2 separate regions of the Sus scrofa genome follow, and region 1 is linked to region 2. Evidence: chromatin contacts called from public HiChIP or PLAC-seq data. All regions are on one chromosome and are shown on one strand. Each heading gives the region's core, a stretch centred on a gene start, on an enhancer-like site or on the middle of the called end of the contact. The rest is flanking DNA. Distances are from core to core; before and after follow the strand shown.

Evidence for each region. HiChIP or PLAC-seq counts read pairs in DNA pulled down with a chosen protein or histone mark.
Region 1: a contact with region 2 is called in an H3K27ac HiChIP or PLAC-seq map of skeletal muscle, with 5 times the contacts expected there. The contact joins two enhancer-like sites. A contact is called at or near these places in 1 of 47 Hi-C or Micro-C datasets (embryonic fibroblasts) and 2 of 2 datasets of contacts at active chromatin or transcription factors (alveolar macrophages and skeletal muscle).

Annotation. Positions count from the first base shown.
Region 1 is chr13:145,597,149-145,602,973 of Sscrofa11.1, reverse strand. It overlaps ZBTB20 (zinc finger and BTB domain-containing protein 20), which reads right to left. Exons shown (of 10, transcript XM_021071270.1): 7 at 2,908-3,071; 8 at 2,351-2,538. The coding sequence starts at 2,918. Among named protein-coding and RNA genes, the nearest start is that of DRD3, 170 kb to the left of the region's middle. Within about 2 kb of position 2,458, at least 27 of the 83 cell types and tissues checked have an H3K27ac peak or open chromatin away from gene starts, as enhancers often do. A contact at or near this core is called in skeletal muscle, where this site is marked.
Region 2 is chr13:144,930,086-144,935,801 of Sscrofa11.1, reverse strand. All of the region lies in intron 2 of ZBTB20 (zinc finger and BTB domain-containing protein 20), which reads right to left. Among named protein-coding and RNA genes, the nearest start is that of ZBTB20, 77 kb to the right of the region's middle. Within about 2 kb of position 2,666, at least 29 of the 83 cell types and tissues checked have an H3K27ac peak or open chromatin away from gene starts, as enhancers often do. A contact at or near this core is called in skeletal muscle, where this site is marked.

The sequences.
Region 1 (5,825 bases), core at 1,209-3,708, 670 kb before region 2:
TTGATGGAAAATGGGCATTAAAGCCCGACTAAGAATAGTTTTGCTAAACACATGACAAATAAAAAGGTGCTATAAAAATTCAGGCACTTGTGAAAGCTTGGAACACCACACACTAGTGGAATGTTTCTGAAGTTAAAGATACTAACAAGTCAAGGGCACTATTTTTAAATGCCCCAAATCTGTTCATTCTAAATAGAAACTGAATATTTTACCTTAAAGAAATTAGGCTTTTAAATTAATCTATGGTAAGAATGACATTTGAAAGTAAAAAAAAAAAAAAAAAAAAAAAAAAAAGTCCTCTTGAATGCAAGAAGAGCATCCAAAATTTTAACGGCTTAAAATAAACCTCTTTCCTGTCTTCTCTCAAGCAATCTCCAAATGGACAGATTTCTGTGAATCTTTCCTCAAAACAATTTTCTTCTTAGTGTAGGCTCAAATCAGGACAAACTACAATCCAAATATATTTGGAGAAAAGTATAATCAATTTAAACAACAGGTTGGAGCAGAGAAGACTTACACATCTTAATGGCAAAATCAGAATGACTTTCTGAACAGCTGGAGATTCGGTTTCTCCTCCCCGTTTGTTCTCCTTCCAACTGCATTCAGACCTTACAGAGAGCAGATCCACTGGCTTCCTTAGGGGCGCCAAGGGCCTGTTTCTTGTACGTATTCCTTGCTAATGCCAAGGTCTGGTCAGAGGATGCTTATGGTAAAGTATAATAAACAAAGCCCGGTGCTCTTTCTATTGAGCAAAACATTCATTTTGCTGTAACGGGATTTCTGGGCTAAGGCCATTCTACGTAATCTTCCCCATAAGCTGTGGCAGAAAGCCAGGTGTTGGAGGTCTGCATGCAGGAGCTCCAGGCCCTTCTCCACAGGAACAGACTACCTTCCTGGTAGGTAGGGACAGTGCGCACATGTCTATGGGCACCGTGCCATGCTATTTTCCAATTCTTCCTGTAATTACTATTAGGCTGGAGACTGCCAGGCAAGAAGGCCAAGGATGTTGCTATTTGGACGGTCCAGAGAACACAGCCCCCACAAGTGACCTGCAAGTGTCTCTATAAAAGCAGCAGCTTTGTAGAAAGCACGCGGGCTGCAGAGATTTGGATCTTGTTATTTCTCATTTTGTTTTCTAGTGACAGCTGGAGCATGGTCTCAGCTCAGTCATGAGTTGAACAAGCCTCCTTCACCCCAACCCCAACTCCTGGGTTGCGTCCCTTTATCTAGAGACAATTGTGATGAAAAAAGTAGGGAATGGAATGTCCCAGCCTCGTTTAGCTCTCGCCCCTTTTGCAGAGTTTTACGTCTGCTTTGTCAGAAAAATAACAATAGGATATTTAGAATCTCATTTCCTAATTAATAATTTTTGCTCTGTGGACAGGATAAATGGAGTCCTTTTTTGAAAATAAAGGAAGAACCACCAGCTCTTTGCCTGACATCGTTATGGAGATCAGTTCTGAATAGTTGTTGGGAATCTCAAGACTAAATTCTTTCGGACTGGACTCCAAGTTATTCCATTCCTTTCCATTGTCAACACACGTGTTTCTTTCTCTCTGAAGTATTGAGTTACACTTCAGAAAGAGAAAAATATCTCCTAACCGTGATTTATCAACTTTCTTAAAATAGAATTTGAAGAAGTGACTCTCAGATTAGTGGGAAGACAGCAAAAATAAACAGCAATGAAGTGACTTCAATAGCGACAATCTCATTAAGCTGCCCATTTCCAAATTTAGCCCGTAGGCAGTTTTTTTAATTAAAAAATATTTTTAACCTGGATTCTTATTGGCTACGTGAAGTCTGGGTGGCTTCTGAATTCTTGGAAGCCATTCTCTTTTCTTCAGTAAATTTATGCTATCCTTTAACCACTTCAAAATAAATTGAAAACTGGAAAGACAGAAATTCAGCCAAGCTACAAGAATTAATGCAAAGCTGACTTGCGTTAATGTAATTTCAAAATGGACGTTCCCTTGTGTCTAACTGGCCTTCTGAGGTCCATATTTGGTTGTTCAATTTCGTCAGGGTGGAAGGGCCATGACTGAGATCAGGGGGACAAAGGAATCATTAGAAAGCAGCAACCTGACTTCAGTTTTTGAGTTAATGTTATGAAAAAGAAAGTGGTTCACATAATTAATCAGCCAAACGGCCGGTCACCTGGTTTTAAAACACACTCTAGCTTTGAAAATTTAGATGTTGGCTGACTCAAAATGGTGGTTAAGTTACTTTTGGCTACTATGGAAGAGCAAATGGAAACAGCTTGCTCTGAATACAAAAAAGCCGGAACCCCGGGGCGGGGGAGAAGCCTGCTCCAAGCACTAAGAGGACACCATCACCTTAGCGGCGTACTCACAATCAGATGACCCGGTGTGAGCGTGAGAGTTTGTCAGTGAATGTGTTGGGTGGATGAGGGCTGGGTCTGGAGACAAAACAGCTTCAAAGTTCAGGCAGGGAAGGCCCGGCTTGGCGCTGGATCCACCCGGCTGAGTAATCTCATTCTCCTCAGATGCCTTCTGGTTTTCAGCTGTCTTGGGTTTCTTCCTGAAAATAAACAAAGGGCCCTTTGAAGGAACTGACTGCATATTTGGGAAAAGGCATTTTTAGAATCTGTTAAAGATAACTTGATTTTTTTTAAGGGGGGATGGGAGGGAGTCCAGTATGTCCCTTGTTTTAAAACAAGCTGATTCTTGTTTTTTTTCCCTCCAGTAATGGCCTAACTGGGAACACATGAAAGCATATGGGCCAAGCAAACAGCACCACATTTGGACTCTGTTGGCTGCATAAAAAGACCCTGTCCCAGAACTTTAGACAGCTTGAGCTACGTATGGCTGACATTATCCAAGAAAGCATCCTTTTTTCCCCCCTTAAGAGTTTTAACATGGTCTGGAAAAATACTAGTGGAGGTTTTACCGTTCTAGCATTTGTCAGGAAGCTTAGAGACAGGACCCGTGGAGTAATGGGAGGAGCACTGGACTGGGAGTCAGGAGACTTGAGCTATGGTACTAGCTGTGCCTCTAACTTGCTGTGTGGCCTTGGGCACCTCACTTCACCTCTCTGGGCTTCAGTTTCCTCATCTGTAAAATAAAGGGCTTGGATTAGAAGGCCTTAAAGGTTCCTTCCAGCTTTCAGTTTCTACTCATGGAACACATTATGGAACAGTCAACTTTCTTGCTGTTATTAGATTTTACTTTATATCAACACATAATTTCAAATTTCAACACACAATCTAAATTTGCAGGCTGTACTGATGAGAGAGATAGTGAGGAAAGGATTTGTTAAAGCAGTAAATGAAAAAGTGAAACGAAGAGTTTAGATTCTAGCAGGTAAAGAAGGATGGTGTCGCACAGAGATCCTCTATGCCATCTCTTGATTCATCCAATGCTTGAGATTCTCTTTGTTTTTTGATTGAGTTTAGGATCCTGGAGTACAGGGGTGTGATTGGGTGTTTGGGAAGAGATGGGTGAAGAGCATTACAAAGTCATTGTCACTGGATGTTATTTGGGACCAGGAATAGGAAGGAAAAGAGCTCAGTCATCAGTCAGCTCCCCTCCTAGGACCATGCAACTGATATAAATGAATAAATGCTTAGCTTATGCTGCAGGCACCCCTGGTCCTCATCAAACCAGATTCTTTGTCATACCCTGAACAGTCCTCCAATTCCCTTGGCTCGGTGCCTTCTCTAGAATCACATGTATGGTGACCAGAGAAAGTTTTTTATTTTACTTTTTGGTAGGAGATATGTGCAGTACAGAATTTGTTGTAAGTAGGTCTGTTCCCATGTTTCCCTTGTTTCTCTAAGCATGGCAATGGACTTGTTACACAGAATATTTTGTGTTGAAATTTGTTGTACTGGGTAGTTAAATCTGCCCTCGCAGAATATGGTGTTATGATTAGCATGCTGTGTTTCTGGTCCAACAGGTTGTGAAATCAAATCTGCTTTTCCTGAGGGCAGGAGGCAGAGATGGCATGGTAAAGATGAAAATAGAAGGAGAGCTTTCAGACAAATTTTTCAGGATGGAGGAAGCCAATACGAAAGCAACAATACAAAAGCGACAAACTGCAATCTTTTGCCGACTCTCTGTTGAATGGGTGACTGAAGAACTAGTCCCCAAATCTTGAGTGTCTTCATGGACCTCCAAGGAGCTGGTTTCTATTTTTCAATGTAAGGAAAGGACCAAGACCAAAGTTTCCAAAGCCCAACTCCTTTCCTTCCATGAAAACCCATGCCTCCTCCACGGTTCCTATTTCTATCACTGCCGTCTGTCACCAGGTTGGAAACCTCAGGATCATACACCTTCCTCTGCCTTAAAGCCAGTGTGTCAGGTCTTGACAACTGTTCTTCCTTCATATTTTGCACATCTTTGTTTCCTTTCTGTTTCCATTGCTATCGCTTTAACACTTTTTATTTAGACTGCTGTTTACTTTCTGACTACCCACCACCTTGATTTTTTTTTTTTTCTTTTTATAGCTGCACCTGTGGCATATGGAAGTTCCAGGCTAGGGATCACATTGGAGCTGCAGCTGCCGGCCTAGGCCACAGCCACAGCAACACCTGAACTGAGCTACGTCTGTGACCTACACCACAGTTTGCATCATCGCCATATCCTTAACCCAACGAGTGAGGCCAGGATCTAACCCACATCCTCACAGAAACAATGTCAGGTCCTTAACCTGCTGGGCCACAATGGGAACTCCCCCCTTGACTTTTCTAGCTTTGCTTTCATTAAACCTGAGGTGACTGCGGTAGCCTGGCCTAAGGTGAATTCCCTACCTGCTCTCCCTTAGCTCCCATGTCCCATATCTTAGCCTTTCACATACCTTGAGTATTCCCAGAACATCCTGGGAGATCTATATCTTTGGCTCTGTATCTTTACTCAGGTTATTTCCCTCGCTTTGAATGACTTTTTAAAAACTCTAATAGCTGAAATCATATCTTTCCTTTATACTTATTAAATATTGTCTCCATCTCATCTTGTAATTATCTCGATTCCTCTCTACCATATAGGACTTCTCTAGCTCGTTCTCAATTTTCTCTGAAATCTCCAAGCACTCTGTACTTCTCTTATTTTACTCATTAAAATTTTGTTTCAATAATGGTTATTTATGTGCTTATTCCCTATGAGACTGTAAACTCTCTGAGGGTAAAAAAATGTCGTAGCTATTTTTGAATTCCCCATGTTCATCCATTTGTTCCTTCCTCCTTCCCTCCCCCTACTCATTTATTCATGTATTCATTTCACAAATACTTATAATGTGTCTATGATGTGCCAGCATGAGCTAGGAAATAAAACAAGCTGGTTTCTGCCCTCCCAGACTTGCGGTCTAATGTATACTGTTAAGCAGAGTAGCTTAGACAAAGCTGTCATTCAATATAGGTTTGTTGATGGAATGAAATTGAGTTGAAATGAAAGTTTATTTCGAGAATAGCTATAGTCTGAATCCCAATTAAGTCTCCTACTCCTTATGCAGCAGTGAAATCTACCTTGATTGGCTGTTTTTCCTCTGAACCCATGAAGGGCATCTGATCAGAGTAGGACCATTTTGCTCACTAAAGCTAGGCTGGTCCTCATGAGTCATTTAAATATCAGGATGAAACACTAGTGACAGATATCACTTAGAAAAAATATTTAAGATGCTCATGGACAAAGCCTTCAGCTGTGTGTTTCAGGGAATTAAGGAATGTCTCTTTCAAACAAGAGTACATGGCCAACTCACCAACATTGCTCTTTTAACTTTGCAAAAGTTGCATTGTTCTTTTTATCAATGGCCTTGCTTCCCTCCATAGATTTGATTCTGCTTCCTACATGAGTCGGGCACCATACCCTCCT
Region 2 (5,716 bases), core at 1,417-3,916:
ATAATATGCTAGTTAAAAAAATAACTCACTGTTTAGGACCACAGACTTTGAGGTTAGATCAGTGGTGAAACTGATGTGATCTTTATTACATGGCATCAGGCTCCATGGCTCTAACAACCTGGAATAACTGCGCTGAGTAATCCTGCCCACAAAAGGTGTTCCACATAGAGTTAAAATTATAGGAACCTTCCCTGCAGTCACCATTGCTCCTGGCCTCTCCACTGGTCTCGGCAAAGCATAATACAGTTTTTCAGCTGCCCTGGACATTACTGTGTAAAGTAGTTTCAAAAACAGCACCTAGAGCTTTGAAGAGATTTGCCACAGTAAGACATTAGTCTTCCTTGATAAACTCACTCCTACCAGTCAGAAGCAGAATTGCCTGCCTTCCTTAGCCTTTTCCTCTAAGTTTACTTACTTAAGTTCACCCTCCTCTGTTTACTGGATAAAAGAGAGACTCCTTTCATTGCACACACTAGACTTAGCGATCTATTTTTGCCTATTAAACTACTGATTCCAAATAACTCTTCCATAACTAGATGTGCAGCTTTATAGAAGTTATTTATAATCTAATTTAGCCTTAGATTCTTCATTGATAAAATGTAAATAATATCTGCCTTGTGAGACTGTTGTGAAGAATACTATTTAACTCATAGTTCAGGATCAGCACAAAGGATGAATCAATAAATGGTAGTCATTGTTTTGTGACCTTCTCTATCACAGGAGTAACAAATACTTTACATAAGAAACTAAAATGAGAAATGGAATGTAATATCAAAAATATTCCCCTACCTTGTCAGTATTCTATTGTTGATTCAAGCATTGTGTCATTCTTCTCAGGTTAGATCACACTTTACAAGAAGCATTACTTCCTTGGAGGATTGAGTAAATAGAAATTATTGGGAGAAAAATTTCCTTTCCACATATTCAATCCATTAGTTCTAACTGATGTCCCTCAGACCACTGTAAACAAGTTCTTGTTACAAGAGGTTTAACTTTTCAAATAGCTACTTATATTTTATACATAAATGTTTGGCATTGGAGGGTTTCCATAACTTTTCTGTTTCTTGTTCTCTCACTTCTACTACAGCTTCCCCTCTCTCAGTGGCTCTTTTAACTTCTCTCAAAAAGAGAAGACAATATGTATGAAAATTGATACTACAAAAACAAAGTTGAAATATATTTGAGAAAAATTGTCACTTTTGGTCCTCCTACAGGCACTATCCCATACAACTGAACAAGATGAACTTTTAGCTCTGGGTCCATTACTAAAACATTTTAAAGACTAAAACAGGCAGTCTTTCAGGAAAACTTAAAAACTAACAAGGAAGAGAAATAAATCCATATATAGATATAGATATAATATACAAAGACAAAGGATTATGAGGAAAAATATATGTAAAGAAAGACAATGATATTTGTAGTCAATAGGAAATTATCCTCACATAATAAGATAAAACCCACAATTCATTTTTTTTTTAAATATTTTAAATTCAGATTTCTCATAGTGGCTCAGCGGTAACAAACCAACTAGTACCCATGAGGACATGGGTTCAAACCCTGGCCTTGCCCAGTGCATTAAAGATTGGGCATTGCTCTAAGCTGTGATGTAGGTTGCTGACAGACACAGCTTGGATCCTACATTGCTGTGGTTGTTGCACAGGCCAGCAGCTATAGCTCTGATTCAACTCCTAGCCTGGGAAGTTTGATATGCCATGGGTGCTGCCCTAAAAATACCAAAAAAAAAAAAAATTAAATTCAAGCTTGCTTCTGGTAAAAAACTAAACAATTTAGATAAATCCTTAGCATTAGTTACTTCTTTACATTGTGAATTTTTTTCTCAAATTTTTATACTAAAATCCTTCATTTAGTTGCCAAAGAATTTAATATTTCATTCCTAAAGGAATTGATCAACCATTCTGAAAACCTGAGTCATCATTTTTCTCACCATCCCTTTTAGCAGCTCTTGTCCAATCACCAGATCCTATCAATGCCTCTACTCCTAATGTTAATGCATAGAATCCTAAGTAATCTAAGTACTTGCATCCTCTAACGTCTATCATCCATCTTTACACTTCTAGAGTTATCTTCTTAAAAAAAAAAAAAGGCTCAAGGAATTTCCCTCACCTTCTCAAAAATCCTGGGTGCTTTACTGAAATAAGCCCAAACTCTAGCATAGCATTTAAAGTTTTTCATAGTACATCACTAAACTACCATTCACAGTAATTAAATTGAATGTAAGATATCCAGTAACTGCCTGCTATGATTCACACTCTACACTAGTGGGTTGGTAGTTGGGATAAAGATGAACCAGACAATAGTCCCCATTCTCAAAAAAGTCTGCGTAGTGAAGAGGCAGAGAAGTAAACCAAAAATTGTAGTGAGTACAAAAAGGATAACTAACCACAGTGTACTAACCGAATTCAGTGACAAGCTCAAAACTCAATGAGGAGAAAAGTGAAAGTAATATGTTGGTCCTCTGCTTCCGAAAACAGTGGAGTAGCAGAAACAGGACTTAGCCCTAAACACTAAAAACTAGACAAAATAATGGTTTATAAACACTGGACAACAGGCAGCACATTGCAAGGTCAGCCCCATAACTGCTATAGCTTACTGCCTAGAGAAAGTTACCAGACCACATCTCAGGGAAGAAGAACGTGAACAGAGCCTGCCTTGCCCAGGGCCACACTGCTAATATGGAATAGATCTGGGCCTCAGACAGAGAGTCTTTCTGACTACCAAGTCCAAGAGGTTTTGCTTTTTACTTCTCTACCACCTTTAAATAATTGCTAGACTATTCACTTAGCCTAGAAATCAACTCATCCCTACCCCTCCATTTTCCTTGCCCTACAGAAATCATGTTTCAAGGTTTCAGTTAAATCATTACTTCACCCAAGAAAACTCTAATTCCATTGCCCCCAACCACAGTAAAAGTTGGTGTTATCATCCTCTTTAATACTATAGTACTATGTTTTTATTATTTATGTGGCATTAATTTTATTCTGCTTTATCTAATAATTATATTAATGTTAACCAACATTTATTGAGAGCTTATTACGTTATTGCTCTAAATGCTGTACATGAACCCAATCATTTAATCCTCATGAAAATCTTAAATAGTATTATTTTCAGCCTCATTTTGTAGGTAAGGAAACTGAAACACAGAATAAATAACTTGCCTAAAGTTACACGACTAGTAAGTTTCAGAGCAGAAATTGAAACCAAATAATCTGGCTCCAAAGTCCTTGCACATAACCTAGTTGTTTCCTGTCTGAATAGCCTGCTAGACTTCTTGAATAGAGACAGTTCATCTAAGTAATCTTGCTATTGGTTCATCTCACACCCACCCAGAACTACGTTTTTTATCTAGCAGATACTCTTCTGTTGTTTTCCATATGAATGGATGAACAAAGGAGCACTAAGAGGTTTGGAGGAGTAACGACTAGGACTCTGGGAATCTCTAAGCTGTGACAAAAATGTATCTACAATTCTTTGAGAGAAATTATTCTCTATACTTGCAGCTCCTCAGAAATTTCATCCATAAGCAACTAAAGCTTTCACATGCTCCAGTAAAGAAGTCTTACTTCACCCTTAGCAAATTTCAATATTGGCAAATTATAGATATATTTTTATGTTTATTTTTAAATTATTAAGAGACATATTTTACAACTTATTCTAGGCATACTAATATAATTATTAGATAAAGCAGTATAAAATTAATGCCACAAAAACAGTAAAAACAAGTACTAGTAGGAATGATACTAGTAAGAAATAATACAGGTGGAAAATACAGTAGAAGTAGGTGGCAATAGAGAACTGGTAAATGTAATAATAAAATAACAGCAATAAAACAAACTACCTTTTTCTTTTTTTTCTTTTTATAGCCGCAACTGCAACATACGGAAGTTTCCAGGCTATGGGTCAAATTGGAGCTGCAGCTGCAGACCTACCTCACAGCCACAGGAAATTTGGATCTGAGTGAGCCACACCTGCAACCTACACTGCAGCTTGCAGCAACACTGGATCCTTAACCCACTGAGCAAGGCCAGGGATCAATCCTGCATCCTCAGAACACTATGTCAGGTTCTTAACCCACTGAGCCACTGAACCACAACAGGAACTCCTCAACTACCATTTTCAAACACTTTTTTTTTTTGGCTAGGGGTCTAATCGGAGCTGTAGCTACTGGCCTATGCCAAAGCCACAGCAATGCTGGATCCAAGCCATGTCTGGGACCTACACCACAGCTCACAACAACACCAGATCCTTAACCCACTAAGCAAGGCCAGGGATCAAACCCATGTCCTCAAGGATACTAGTTGGGTTTGTTACTGCTGAGCCACAACAAGAACTCCCAACAAAAGTTAGTACATTGTTTACCAAGAAAATGTAGTACAGTTGCCAAATTCTTAAGGTAGAGCATAATGGTTATAGGACTTAAATTAGGTGCTCACATCCACTTATGTAGTTAACAAGTACTAGAATCAATGCCCTACATGATCTGCTTTTAATAATCAGTCTAGTTAATCAAGAAGTTCCCTCCACTTACTCTCTAGAGTTAAGGAGTTTTGTGTGTGTGGAATAATTATAACTAAAACAGAAGTAACAAAAATATATGCATACACCTACAAAGTATTCTAATCAGAATTAATCTTCAGTCTCTAGTGTCTTAAATCACAAAGGTTTATCAGGAAGTTTACACTTTTTCAAAGGTTTATCAGGAAGTTTTTCACTTTTTGTTGTTGTTGTCTTTTTGCCTTTTCTAGGGCCACTCCCGCGGCACATGGAGGTTCCCAGGCTAGGGGTCTAATTGGAGCTATAGCCACCAGCCTACACCAGAGCCACAGCAACACGGGATCCGAGCCATGTCTGCAACCTATACCACAGCACACAGCAGCACCGGATCGTTAACCCACTGAGCAAGGCCAGGGATCGAACCCAAAGCCTCATGGTTCCTAGTCAGATTCGTTAACCACTGCACCACGACAGGAACTCCCATTTTTCATTTCTTTACCATTCCATTACTGTAGTAAATACTTGCACAATAAGCCTTCAATAATTCAATAGCATATTAGCCATACTTTAATAATAATAATATTCAACTATATCCCAATAAAGCAGGAAAAAAACACACACATTCACATGTAACATATACATAATAATAATAATAATATTACATAAAGTCGTATCACATTACATTATTAATGGATATCCATAATTAAGTCCCTACTACATGCTGGGCAAACTATTAGGTCGTTACTATATGATCTCATTTAGTCTCTGTAGTTCTGGGAGTTTGGTTTTCTTATCTGCACTTTACAGGAGAGTAAAATGGCTCAGAATAAGTTGCCCATGAGTTCACAGATACCAAGTAATGTGCTAGAAAGGGGTCTCTAACCCACTCAGACTACCCCAAACATAAGAGAATTTTGCAAAGTAGGAGTCTGCAAAATTAACGTACAAAATAAATAGCCTTGCTACACAAGAATGAAAAACCAGACAGAAAATATTATGGAAGAAAGACTGTTTAGGATAATAAGGATATAAAAGAATAAATAAGCAATTAAATAAATGAATGAATAGAACACCAAGGAGCAACCTTAGTAGCAAATGTCTGAAAGCTCTGAAAGGAAAATTGCACAACACTTCTGAAAGACACAGAAGTTATTTAACGAATGGTGGTGGGGGGAGCAGGTTCTTGGACAAGAAGACTCAACCT